Regions from separate parts of the Ovis aries genome. Here region 2 is linked to region 1. The links are chromatin contacts, called in public Hi-C maps. All regions are on one chromosome and are shown on one strand. The core of a region is the stretch at or near the end of the contact, and the rest is flanking DNA. Distances in the headings are between cores, read along the strand shown.

Region 1 (5,913 bases), core at 1,160-3,659:
TCTTGGTCACACTGCGACATATATAGAAGGGTTCTTACACCCTTTTCCTTGTGGGTCTGCAAAGTGGAACGTCCTTTTTATTCACTGCTTCTCCACGGAGTTTGTGCTACATGGTATGTCCTCAGGAAAGCTTTTTTGGGTGTGTCACACACGTTGTGTTGGTGTGGTTTGTCATGATGTGGTCACCCACCCCACCCTCACCAGAGAACCAAGTGATCCTGTTGCCCCTTGGAGACTGGGTCTAGGGTTACATGTTGGGCTGGGTGCTCTTTTCCTTCTCTTTGAGAACTCCTGGGAAGAGCCCTCAAATAGGGGAAATTTGGGTGCTGGCCCTAACTCTGCTCCTTATTAACTGGCTGGCAAGGCCTCTCCCACCCCACATATTCCATCTTGGCCCCTCTGGTACCTTCCAAGCCTAGAAAGTGAAAATCCCAGAGTTCATGCTTGCCTGCTGCCCTGAGTTTCAGGGAAACTTAGTTATCTTGACCCTAAGGAGCATCCGCTTAAGACCTCTGCACAGAGGCAGTGGGCAGCCTGCAGCCATGGGGGAAGGGGGCAATCTGAACCTTCGCTCTTTTGCACAGGACCCCAGGGGACTTGACTTTGGCCGTCAGAAACCAGCACACAGCAGGCTTTGGTGTGGTCATCTCCCCCACCCCCAACCTCTTCCTGGCTGGGGAGCAGGGAAGCCTTGAGTCAGGAGAGAACTGTGCAACCTACAGACCATGCAGGCAGGAGGGAGGGTCATAGGACCCTGCTCCCAGCTGCCTTCCATTGTCTGACCGGCAATGACCGCAGCCCCCACCCCCAGGTCCTCTTTTTGAGAATAAACATATCAACAGGATTGATTACCCGATTGGCCCCTGGGCAGCTGGCTCTGGCCTGCATCTGGAGCCGATTTCTCTGCTGTCACACACCCATTGTCTTGGATTGTTCACTTCCACAAATCAGAGGTTGGCTTCACTGCCCTCACCCTACCACGACCCCCAGATGCTTGTTTGTCGGTCGAATGAACACTTCCTGCTCAATGAAGGGGAAAAAAAGCCTGAAGCACACGTGGGCAGCCCTCAGTCCCTACTCTGTTCTGTTGTAGACAGGATGTTCCCATCCCAGCCCCTCCCTGGCCTCCGCCCGCTCTGGGCCTGCCTTTCCAAAGTGGATTCAGAGTGGAGGAGATGTTTCCAGGAAGCTGGGCTGTCAACCCCTCTCCTCCCAACAGAAGGGACACCCAGAGGCTTCAGCTGTACACTGTCCCCAAGTGGGACCAGCCAGTCATGAGCCCTGGCACCCCGGGCATGGGGGTTGGTCTGGTCTGAACGCTGGGCTCAGGATCTGTGATGTCATGATGGGACAGCCTAGGGGCACAGGGACGGTCGTCTCTTGGTTTGCTTGGGGTGGGGTCTGTGAAGGGGTGAATGGAAAGGGTTCTCAGGTGCTCTGTGAAATCCTGCCTGTTCTTCCAGGCGCACCGCAAGCTTCACCCTCCTTGGAAAAGGAAGCCCCCTCTGACCACTTGCCCCAAACACTCTCCCTTTCCTTTGAAATACTGCAAAGTTCAGAGCTGGCGGTGTGTGCCGAAGCCCTTTTTCCTGTGGGCTGCCGCTTTGTTGCACAAGAATGAGGAAGGCCGATTGGCCAGTGAGAGCTGGAGAGAAGCAGTTGGTTTAGGCTAAGACAGATGTGTCCAGAGCCTCCACCAGCGGCGGGGGGAGGTCTGGCTGCTGTAGGTGTGAGGCTGCAGAACCTGGGCTGTGGGAGCATGACACCAGGGCTGTGTTTGTGCCCCTGTTGCTTTCTCATAGTGACAGTAACTTGGCCCGTTCTCTAGCTGCAGACCTGTGTGTGCACCAGACACGGGAGTAGGGGTGGAGGTGGCCTAGAAGGGTTCAAGGTAGTTGGGCTGCTTTCCACAGCCCACTGATTTGTAGCTCCCTCCCTGAGCAATTGTGGTGATGGTGGGTATGACACGGCGGTCACGTCTTAGTCTTGTGGCTATGTGTCTGGCTCGTGTGTTCCTGATGAAAGTTCTTCAGAGTAGCCTCAATTTGGGGCTCGTGTTGGTACGGTCCTTAGAGTTTTCCAAGCCCTCGGCCTCTCCTGTCCTTCATGAGCCCCACAACAGCCCCACAGATTAGGCAGGGTGCTTATCTTCCTTCACTTGGCCCCTACGCCCCCCAGGGCCTGGGAATCCAGTAGGGGTTGGACCCAGCTTTGCCCTCCAGGTTCTCCACACCACCTTGCTGCTTTCTGGCTATTGTTCATAAGCAGAGCGCGTTCCCAGCTCAGCCCTTCCCACCCCTTCGCGTGAATATTTCCAGCCTAAGAGGACCTTGGTTCTCACTCAGAGCTGTTGGTGGGTTTCTGCCTTGAGCCCGGGCTGCCCAGGGCCAGGCTGTCCCTCTGCTGCCCCCTTCTGGGGTGGCCCGTTCTCTCCCTGTGCCTGTCCCCTCCTTGCTTTCCCGGCAGAGTCTCGGCCTTGGTGTTGTCACTAGTCACTAGTCGTTGTTGGGGGAAATAGACCCTAGCACATGTGACTTGGGAGACCTGTGAAGCTGCTCGAGGCCCTGGAGAGATGAGGGTGGGGACCTGGCTCCTTCTAGCTGCCATCAGCACTCAGTGCAGAGACCCAGACTCACAGGCAGACAGGCTCACCTTGCCCTGCCTGTCACACGTTACAGGCGTTTCAGTTGTCTGACGGACTAGCCAGTGAAAACACCGTTAAGGGGAGGAATGCTCCTCTTCCCAGGAGAGGAACAGGCTGGACCCGATACCCGGCCTTCCTTCCGACTCCCATCAGGGATGCTGCCCGCTCCAGGCCCGCTTTTCCACTTAGCTCTTGTTCTCCCCAAGGTCTGGACTAGTACTTTGTAGATGGCATCAGGGAACCACTTACCCCAATTAAAACAGCCAGAGCGGGGTGGGAGGAAATGGGCTGGAGTGTACTGGGACTGTGTTAGCTAATGCAAGGAGTGCTTTTTAAAAGGCAGGTAGAAAACTTTTTTTCTCTTTGTAGATTAATTAAAGCCCCCTCTTCAAATGAACCTCTGGAAGGTGTGTCAATGGGCCCTGTTTTCCTGTGGATACCCAACTCTATGCAAACTAACCCCCCTCCACCAGAAAAAAACCTCCATACTCTCAATGCCTTTTGAATTTTCTGTGAAAGGTGACCAAGTGTTTTTTAAAAGAGCTCCCCCTCTGTGATAAATGCCAGGTAGTGACTGAGCCTGCAGCCCCCCGGGGAGCGTGAAGAAAGCCGGGCTGAGCATTGAAGAATGGGCGGAGAGAGGGTAGAAGGCTGGCCGTACCTCCCCGAAGTCCCCGTGGCCTGCTGGCAGCAGCAGGCACAGAGCTGGGCATCTCGTCAGAGCCAGGCAGATGGCGTTCACCTGCTCGGGACGCACTCCCTCGTGCTGGGGCCCTTGGAGTTGCCGGGATAATAACAGACAGCTGCCAGCTCCAGGCCGAGGTCTGCGGGCATTCAAAAGCTTGGAAGTGTGCGGGGAGAAGAAGCCGCCCTCGCTAGCTCGCTCAGGGCCTCCCCTCCCGCCTCAGCTCGCCTTTTGTTTTGAGATTTGTGCCCCCTCCCTCCTGCACCAACATCCGAGCAACAAGAGCGTTTTAATAGAGGACAGTTCTGTTTTGGAAACGACAAGAAAGCGCCTCGTCGAGTGTGACCTGGCCTCTCCTTTGTCCAGCCTACCCTGCTTTGTGTGCGCCTGCAATGGGTTTTGTTCCAAGGGGCAAAGGAGTTGGACATGGATTTGGTGTGTTCCTGGGGTTTTCTTTCTTTTTCTTTTTCTTGGCAGCGGCTAAAGCTTTGGGTTATGTCTGAGCACAGGGCATTTGGGGATCTGGGGATTTTCGGGACCACTCCAGGGTCTTTGAGTGACCGTGTGGTGTCAGAAACAGTGAGCAGCAGAAAAGGCAACTTTCCCTCTGCCTGGCGTTTTCTCAGCGCATTGTGTACATGTGGAAGGGACAGATAATTTCTCAGAGTGCGATGGGCCTCGCATCCTAGTAGGGACATTTCCCAAGGTATCAATGAAGCTCAAGGCTGACTGTTTTGAGAACCAGCTTCATTTCCTTTCTCTATCTGTAGAAAAAGGGTGCTGGTGCTTCCCTGGTTATCTGGTTACCACATCGTGGCTAAAGTCTGTGCAGGCCAGTGTTGAGTCCCTCTGGCCTGTCTCAGCAGCAGCATCTGCTCTCATTAGGTTACTTGCAAAAAAATGTGTCTTGTGTGGAGGCAGCTCAGTTTGATGGGGTCTGGTAGAAATTTTATAACCTCCCTCTATATAGAACTCATGCCTCACTTGTTCAGGCCAAGCTTGGGAGGCAGGTTTGCTCAGCAAAGTAGAGTGTCAATAAGATGAGGAAGTCTATTTGATGGTCCTACGCTGCTGGAAGTTGGCATGCTTCATGGGCTTAGATGCCCTGTGTGTGCCTCGTCCAGCCCATCAGAGGGTGGTATAACTTTGTTACAGTGGTAATCAGACCAGCTTTTTATCTCTTATCCCTAATCATTCCAAACCAGTGGGATTTTTCAATACAACCACTGGCAGAGATTGCCTTTTCCTTAGGGGGAATGGCCATTTTTCAGCTGTGCCACACAGCTTATGGGGTCTTAGTTCCCCCACCAGGGATTGAGCCTGGGCCCCATGAATGAAAGCATGGAGTCCAAACCACTGGCCTGCCAGGAAATTCCCTTTCTTTGGCATTATTAATTTTCAGAGCAGACCTACCAGTGAATTCCTGCCCTTCTGATCAGTGGCCTGTCCTGCTCTTCCGTTGTTTTAACTGCTGATGAGCAGCTCTGGGGAGGGAGGAGATGTGCTTTAAAATATTGCTTAGCTTATTCTGTACACACCAGCAATTCAGAGATAAATGAAGGCAGGGTCTCTGTCCTCAAGGAGCCCACCAAGGAGACAAACCGCACTGAACACAGTACAGTGGGGCTGGACCCAGGCAGGGTCCCAGCCAGGCTGCATTGGGCGTGGAGGATGGGGAAGACTGGTTGGTTCTGTAGGGCTGAGGAGATGCAGGGTGAGTATAAAAGCTGGTCGAAGAGGTGATGACTTAGGAGTGGAGAGTGGGTATTTGCTGGACAGCCAGGAGGGTGGGGAAGCAATTATCCTCAAAGGAGGCAGTGTGCCCTCAGGTTCTAGGCCAAAAAAGCAGGAGGAGAAGGATGTGATGGGGGTGTAGGGTGCCCCGAGTTAGCGGGGCCAGTGTGGCCTCTTGAAGCCTGAATTTCTCTCCTCCTGGGGGCTGTGGGGACAGGGAGCGGCTGGAATCCTGAGTCTTCATTGTTTCACCATTAGAGGCCTCAGGTTGAGTGTCAAGGTCAGTAATGGTGGTGGGCCGCAGTGGAAGAGCCTGTGGGTGTCAGCTAAATACCAGCTCTGCCAGCAACCGCTATGTGACCCTCGGTAAGCTAAGCCTCAGTTTACCGCACTGTGGAATGGATCTTCTAAAGTATTTACATCTTGGGGTTGGTGTGAGAAGTGCTCGGCACGTGGAAGCACCCAGTAACAGGGCACCATGGTTATCATCTATGTAACGAAACTCCCAGCAACTGTTCTTACGCAGTGTCAGGGGGCTGGCCTCACTCTGCCCTGCCCCTGTCTTTCCCATTCATCTCAGGGATCACCCAGGCTCGGGGTGAACCTGGTCAGTGAGGCCTCACTGTGGCCATGGCACTTTCCCTCTGTTACACAGTCTGGTTTCAAATAACCTGATGTTTGCCGATAATGAGCTGGGTGTCTTGGCCTGAAACTCTATGCCTGTTTGGACCTGTAGCTCTCCCCGGGTCCTCCAGTGGTGGCACATGGCCGGCACCAGGCTAGAGCTTATCACATGCCCAGGTGTGCTTTATCATGTTCCTCCCATTCTCTCCCTGAGCTCTGCCTCCTT
Region 2 (6,302 bases), core at 3,236-5,735, 88 kb before region 1:
AGTAGTGGCTCTCCATTGTCCAAAGGTGTCAGAACTGTGGGCTCTGCCAGTGTTGACTGACAGCCCAGCCAGTGACTCCCCATCAGTTCCCTCATTTACCAACCTCATTGCACACACAGACTCAGAGAGCGGACAATCACCTGCCCAAAGTCTATCAGCAAAGCCCTGAGCTGCACTGCTCCCATGGAGGCCCCCAAAGCCCTTGGGGAAACTTCTGCTAAAAACCTGGGGTGGATCAGCCGGGGCAGGAGCCTCGCTGGGCAGAGTAGTCCAGGGTATAGACCAGAGGTGTCTCCTCGCAATTCTAGGACCCAGTGAGCAGGAGGGGGATGGGCTGCATGCCCAGCATCCGTTTGAACATCCCTGAGTAGGGGGGGTTGGAGGAACAGCAGGGCAGCCCCCAGCCTCTCAGCAGTTGTGGGGAACACAGATATAGAGCTGCAAACCTCTGGCATCTTTGGCAAGCACAACCACCAGGGTTGAGCCCACGGGCCTGAAGTTTCTTTCCTTTAAGTGCCAACTTCTGGAGGCCTGGCCCCCACCAACCTGATCCTCGAGCCCAGAATTTCTGCCCTCTAGTTTCTGGTAGCCGAGTAAAGGAGTGGCCATCCTAGCCTAAGCTGGGAATCCACCTCCCCTTCCCCTCTTCCACCCCACCTGCTTGTTCCTCCATATTTTGGTCACTCAGATACTCACGTGTCCCGTTCTTTTCAGCACCGTGGCTGGGTACTGGAGGTCCACAGGGGAATGAAGATCATTCCCTGACCGTGAGGAGAGGTGCTCACATTCCTGTGGGGCCAATGCACATAGACCACACTCATGCACAGTGGTCATGGTCAGAGAGAAGCAGAGGGGCGGCCAACCAAAGGTCATGGTTAAGGAGAGGCAGAGGGGCTTCCAGGGGACCTCTGGCTCAGACCAGGAGCTCCTAGAGGGCATCCTGGGATGGCTTTCCCAGGCTGAATTTTAGAATATTAGGAGTCTGTAACAGGAAGACGCTTGGGGGCAGAGGATTTCACAGCAGTGTAAGCTCCATGGAATTTTGCCTGGTTTATTACCCGCTTCCTAGAACAGTGCTCAGTACATAGTAGACGCTCAATCAACATGTCCTAAATGAAAAGATAGAAGGGAAAGAAAGAGGGAAGAAGGGGGGGAGGGAGGAATAGAGAGCGAGGAAGAAAGAACAAGCCTAGGGAGGATGTGTAAAATAGCTTGGTGTATTCTGGGAACTGAAAGTACAGTACTTCCAAGCTGTTGTAGTTTAGGTGGTCAGGCAAAGCTGGAGGTGTGATCCTATCTAATCTTACTGTTGGTGGTGTCCATTTCTTATTTCCTTACCTATGCCGGAGTGACTTTGGGGAATGGGATCACTTTTTCCTCTCTTGCTCCCTGTAGCCCCTGGTGTGGGCATGGAGTGTTAACTGCATACAGGTATTACACCTGGGCTGGGTGCTGGAGACACAGATGACTCAGAGTTGGTTCCTTCCCACTCCCCCACCACTACCTCTGGCTGGGGAGAGAGACAGTAAACAAAAGGCTACAACAATGGGCAGAATGAACAGAGAGCTACTGGAGGTTAAGCAAAAAACTAGACCAAGCAGAGGGTTAAAGGGATTTGGGAGTGAAAAACAGGGAAGTTTTCATGGAGGAGGCACTGGAGGGGATGTAAGCCTTAAAGAATGATCAAAGAAGAGGGGTGGGGTGGGAGACACTCCAGGCAGAGAGACCAGGCCAGAGGAGGTGGTGGAAGATGGTGCGGGGGAAAGGTCCATTGGGAGATATTAGGAGATCCAACAGAGAAAAGTAGCCTGGGGGAATGGATGGAGGACCCAAGTGAAGAGAGCCATTGCTCCCAAATTTCCAAGTTCTGCCCACCTGTCATGTTAGTCCCTCAGCTGCTCCACAGAGACAGTGCCCTTCCTGGGTAGGGTGTTTGCTTCTGATCTGACTGCATTCTGGGTCATTGTGCTGGGGTTGCTGAGGGTTCCTGCTTCGTGCGAACCCATCAGTTCCCCTCTCTCCAGCAGGTTGGGAGGCTATGGCACCTGCCTTTCTCCATCTGCCTGGGCCCTCCTACTATCTCTTTTAGCTTCACCACCAACCTACCAACATTCTCTGTCAAGTTCCAGGGAAGGGCAGACCACAGGGACAGAGAGCCTGGCACAGGTTCCTCAAACGCATGCCACACCTGTTCTGGAAGGAGGTACTCGTCCTTTTTTTCAGGGTGGGGTGTGAGGAAAGAAAACTATAGAAAGGAAATCTTAGTGTCACAAAACATCAGACTCTAAAGAGATAAAGATCCCCCTTTCCCATTTGACAGATGAGGAAAATGATGCACAGATATACCTGTGTTGCAACCCTGACTCTGACAAAGCATGGCCAACTTGATAGAGACAGGGCCAGAGAAGGGCAGTATTTTCCTTGAGCCAGGACCTAACCCACACTCATGATACTCATAATTTGTGGGCCTTGCAGACCCAAGATGAGTCAGGCTTCTTGTGAGTCAGTCTGTTGACAAGCCATTCCTGGCCATTCCTAGCCCATCAAAAATAGAAGTTCAGGGGAAGGGTATGAGCAGGACAATTTAATTAGTGTGGGCTCTAAGGTACCTTAAGTTAGCCCTATTAAATTAAACCGCCTGGGGGAAAAATAACTGTAATTATTTCCTTCTCTCCCCTATCGTTGTATTTCAAGTCCCTCCCAACCTCCATGCTTCCCTCATTCACAAAACAACCTTTAAACTAGGAGCTAGCACACAGACAACCAGAGACTAGGAGTGTTTTCTTTTTTCTACCTCCTTTCCCTGCAAGCTCTAGGTCCCAGCAGAGAACAGAGTGCGTCCAGAGTCATTGGTAGGGCCTGGCTGTATTCTAATTTAGGGAAGCTGTTACACTGAGTAGAACATTATTCCAAAAATGCACCCAGAGTCTCCTTCCTGAACCAATGCCGTCTATTTGCTGCAGGGGCATTTCTTTTTAAAGCCCCTTCTTCTCTCATCGACAAATCAAAATAAGCAAACTTTAATGGTAGTGAATTATCCCTTATTTTGTTGAATCTAGTTCTGAGTTTTCCTACTTGAAACATGTTTTCCCCAGGACACTGACCTATCCTTTAATTGTTTGGTGCGAGGCATGTTAGGGGGAGGGGCGTTACTTGTTTATTGGAACAGCGCAGTTAAAAAAAAAAAAATCAACCTAGGCTAACAGTTTCAAGGCTCCCCTAAAGATGTATCCAAACAGGCAGCCAATCAGCGCTTACACAGCTTTTTCTGCTTGACTCTTTTAAAGAGACAGTGTTTTATCACATTTAAAGAGAACCGCGCTCTAAAAACAGTCTGAAAATGGGGGAGTCTTGCCCTGTTTGGTTGGTTTCTCGTCATAAGAGTGTCTAATGAGGGACACTCAGTGTGTCCTCGGGTTCTCGGCGTGGGCAAAAAGGAGTCAGGAGCAAATAGCTGGGTCACTCTGCCAGCCCCCTTCAATTTCCCATTGTACACCTGGGTCACTGACAATGGAAGCTTCCCCTCCCCCCACGGCTGGCTCTCGTACCCCACTCCCCAATTTAGCTCCATTTATTTGAAGTTTGCAGATTTCTGTGACGCGTATTCCGCGCAGCGGGGCGCCCAGGTGACAGCCCCCTCTACCCTGGAATGGCACCATCTCTCCCGGAGAAGCCGAGGGGCTAACTTGCTAGGGCGGGCAGACCTTGGAAATTTGGGAGCAATCACTCTCCCTTCTCTTAGCTCAAGTCTTCAGTCCCTTCCCCCAGGTTCCCCAAAGCAGGCCAAGGGCCATTTTCGCGCGACTCCACTTTGGGGTTTTCCAAAGTATTTTAATGATCTAGTAAAGGAGCAGCCGCGCGCCTCGGCGCCGGCTCGAGCCGCCCAGCTCCCAGCGTGGAACCCCGGGCCCTGCGCTCCGAAGCCAGACTAGGCGAGAGGGAGGACCACGGGCGGGGCGGCCAAGGGTGGGGGCGAGTGGAAGTCTGGGGAGGGGGTTGGGGTCGGAGCCCACGGGAAGGGCAGGCGAGGGGGAGGGGGAGATCAGGGCTGGGCTGGCGCGGGCTGAGGCGGGGGGAGGTGAGGGGCAGATAAGGGAGAGGGACGTGGCGGGAGGGAGCCGGCGGTGCTCGGCTCAGGGGTCCGCGCCCCCTCCCCTCCGACTATGCCGCAGAGCCCCCCGCCCCCCACCCGCTCCCCAGCGGTCCACGCCGCGGAGACCGCGGGTCGGACCCCCTCTTCGCGGGTGCCAGGAGACTAGAGCTCCCCCTTCTCGATTCGCGTCCTCTCCCTACATCTAGAGAAAACAGAGGCTCGCGCCCGCGGACACCCCCAGTTCGCCCGCAGAAGCAGGGACAGCGGCTCCTCGGTGGCGGCCTCAGCGGGGACTGCCGCGGCTGGGCGCTGACAGGGCGTCCCTCCCGGGCCGCCCTGGGCCCGCCCCCGCGCGCAGATTGGCCGAGGCACCAATCAATCGCGGGACGTTGACGCCCGCCTCGATCCCTCGCCGGGGTAGCCACGTTCGGTTGAGCTCCAAGTAGACCAGCGGCGGCGGCGGCGGCAGCGGTGCAGGAGGCGCAGAGGGCGGCGCAGGCGGAGCCGGGCGGGCGGGCGCGCGAGCGAGCCAGCGGGCAGCCGGGCCGGCGGGCGAGCGGCGGCGGCGGCGGCACCGGCACTCCAGGCCGAGCCGGCGCAGGAGGAGTTCCAGGGCGATGGGGCCGCGGCCGGGGCTGACGCTTTGACAGCTGGAAAGAGCGCGGAGCCAGCGCCTGGGGGGGAGGGAGGGGAGCGCGGCGAGGAGAGCGCGAGCGAGTGTGCGAGCGAGCGCCGGGGAGGGGGCCGGGAGCGAGGGGGCAGCTCGGGAGCAGCCGGAGCGGTAGCGGCGGCGGCGGCGGCGAGGAGGCTCGGCGTCCTCTTCTCTGCAAACCATGTTTGCCAAAGGCAAAGGCTCGGCGGTGCCCTCGGACGGGCAGGCTCGGGAAAAGTAAGCCCTATTTTCCAAGTGGCGGCCGCGCCGCCGCCGGGCTGCGGGCGGGTGGTGGGAGGCAGGTGGGCGGGCGGGGGCTGCTGCGCTCCGGGCCCCGGCGCCGCCAGCCTGGCCCCTTCCCGAGGCCGCGGCGGGCGGCGTGGGAGAGCCCATTGTTGGGAGCCGGCTGAGGTTGGGGCGTCGGGGGGCGCCGCCGGGGAGGGGGCATTTGGTGGCCCCGGGGCGTGCCGGGCGCGGGGGCCCGCGGAGAGGGGTGGGCGAGGTCCTGCGAGCCAGCCGGGGCATCCGCCCCGGCCGGGGAGCTCGCGGCGGTGACCGCACTTTGCCCACCGGGCGCGAGCAGGGGGCGCGTGGCTTCTTGCAGCCCCGAAGGCTCCTTTTGTCCGCCCGCGGCTTGAGGAGTGCGTGGCGGGGGCTTTGTTCGGCCAGGAGCGCTCTGCCTTCCCTGCCCTCGGCCCCACCGCCGGCCCCGCGCCCTCCGGGGCGCCGGGCTGGGCAGGGACAGCGGCGCCGGCTTGGCCCTAGCTTGGGGGACAGTTGTTTTGGGGGGAGGTGGTGAGGGCGGCGCTTTGCTGCCCTCTCCAGAGCGCGGAGCACCCCGGAGTCCAGGACTGAGTCTCCCCGGACCCTCAAAACTGGGGAGAGGGTGGGTTGGTGGCAAGGAGTAGGTCGGGAAAAGAAGCGAGGCTCTGGGGTCGGGCGGTTTGCGAGTTTGAGAGACCTAGGTGGGTTTGGTCCCGACGCTACTTGGAAGTTCAAGTTCGGGGGCTGCTCTTCAGCCCCCGCGGCTTGAAGTAAACGCGTCTCCTGGTACCCACCCCCTAACTGCTCGCACCCTTGGCCCCAGGCAGGACCAAGCTAGCTGCTCACCTCTGGTCGGGGCCACAATGGGACAGCACGGACAGGGTTGGAAGCCGGCTGGTATGGTCCAGGAGCGAGCACCAGTGTGATCTGACGCCTTCCCTCTCTCTCTGTGCCCCCCTGCCCACTCTCCAGGTTAGCTTTATATGTCTACGAATATTTACTGCACGTAGGAGCACAGAAGTCTGCACAGACCTTCTTGTCAGAGGTGAGTGGAACTCCCCCAGTCATCCAGTTCTTGACACCCCCTCCTCCCCATCGTTCTTAAAGCCTTTGTTTTCTGGAACAGCCACTGTGGCCACCATTTTGAATTTTTATCACCTTTTGGCATTTATTGTTAGTTGGTCTTCACAGCCTTTTGGCTCCGGGAAGCCCCCAGCCCACCCCTTCCTTCTGCTGCCCTGAGCTGTCTCTGTTCTCTCCATTCTAGATTCGATGGGAAAAAAACATCACGTT

The links. A called contact is a pair of places that touch in the nucleus more often than the background predicts.
Region 2: a Hi-C map of hypothalamus shows a contact between it and region 1, with 4 times the contacts expected there. The contact joins the promoter of SSBP3 here to the enhancer-like site in region 1. A contact is called at or near these places in 7 of 16 Hi-C or Micro-C datasets (hypothalamus, liver, mixed tissues and 3 more).

What each region holds. Positions count from the first base shown.
Region 1 is chr1:28,818,042-28,823,954 of ARS-UI_Ramb_v3.0, reverse strand. All of the region lies in intron 4 of SSBP3 (single stranded DNA binding protein 3), which reads left to right. Among named protein-coding and RNA genes, the nearest start is that of SSBP3, 89 kb to the left of the region's middle. Within about 2 kb of position 2,409, at least 23 of the 54 cell types and tissues checked have an H3K27ac peak or open chromatin away from gene starts, as enhancers often do. A contact at or near this core is called in hypothalamus, where this site is marked.
Region 2 is chr1:28,907,977-28,914,278 of ARS-UI_Ramb_v3.0, reverse strand. SSBP3 (single stranded DNA binding protein 3) reads left to right here and starts at 4,485. Exons shown (of 16, transcript XM_042248427.1): 1 at 4,485-4,982; 2 at 5,982-6,054; 3 at 6,277-6,302. The coding sequence starts at 4,927.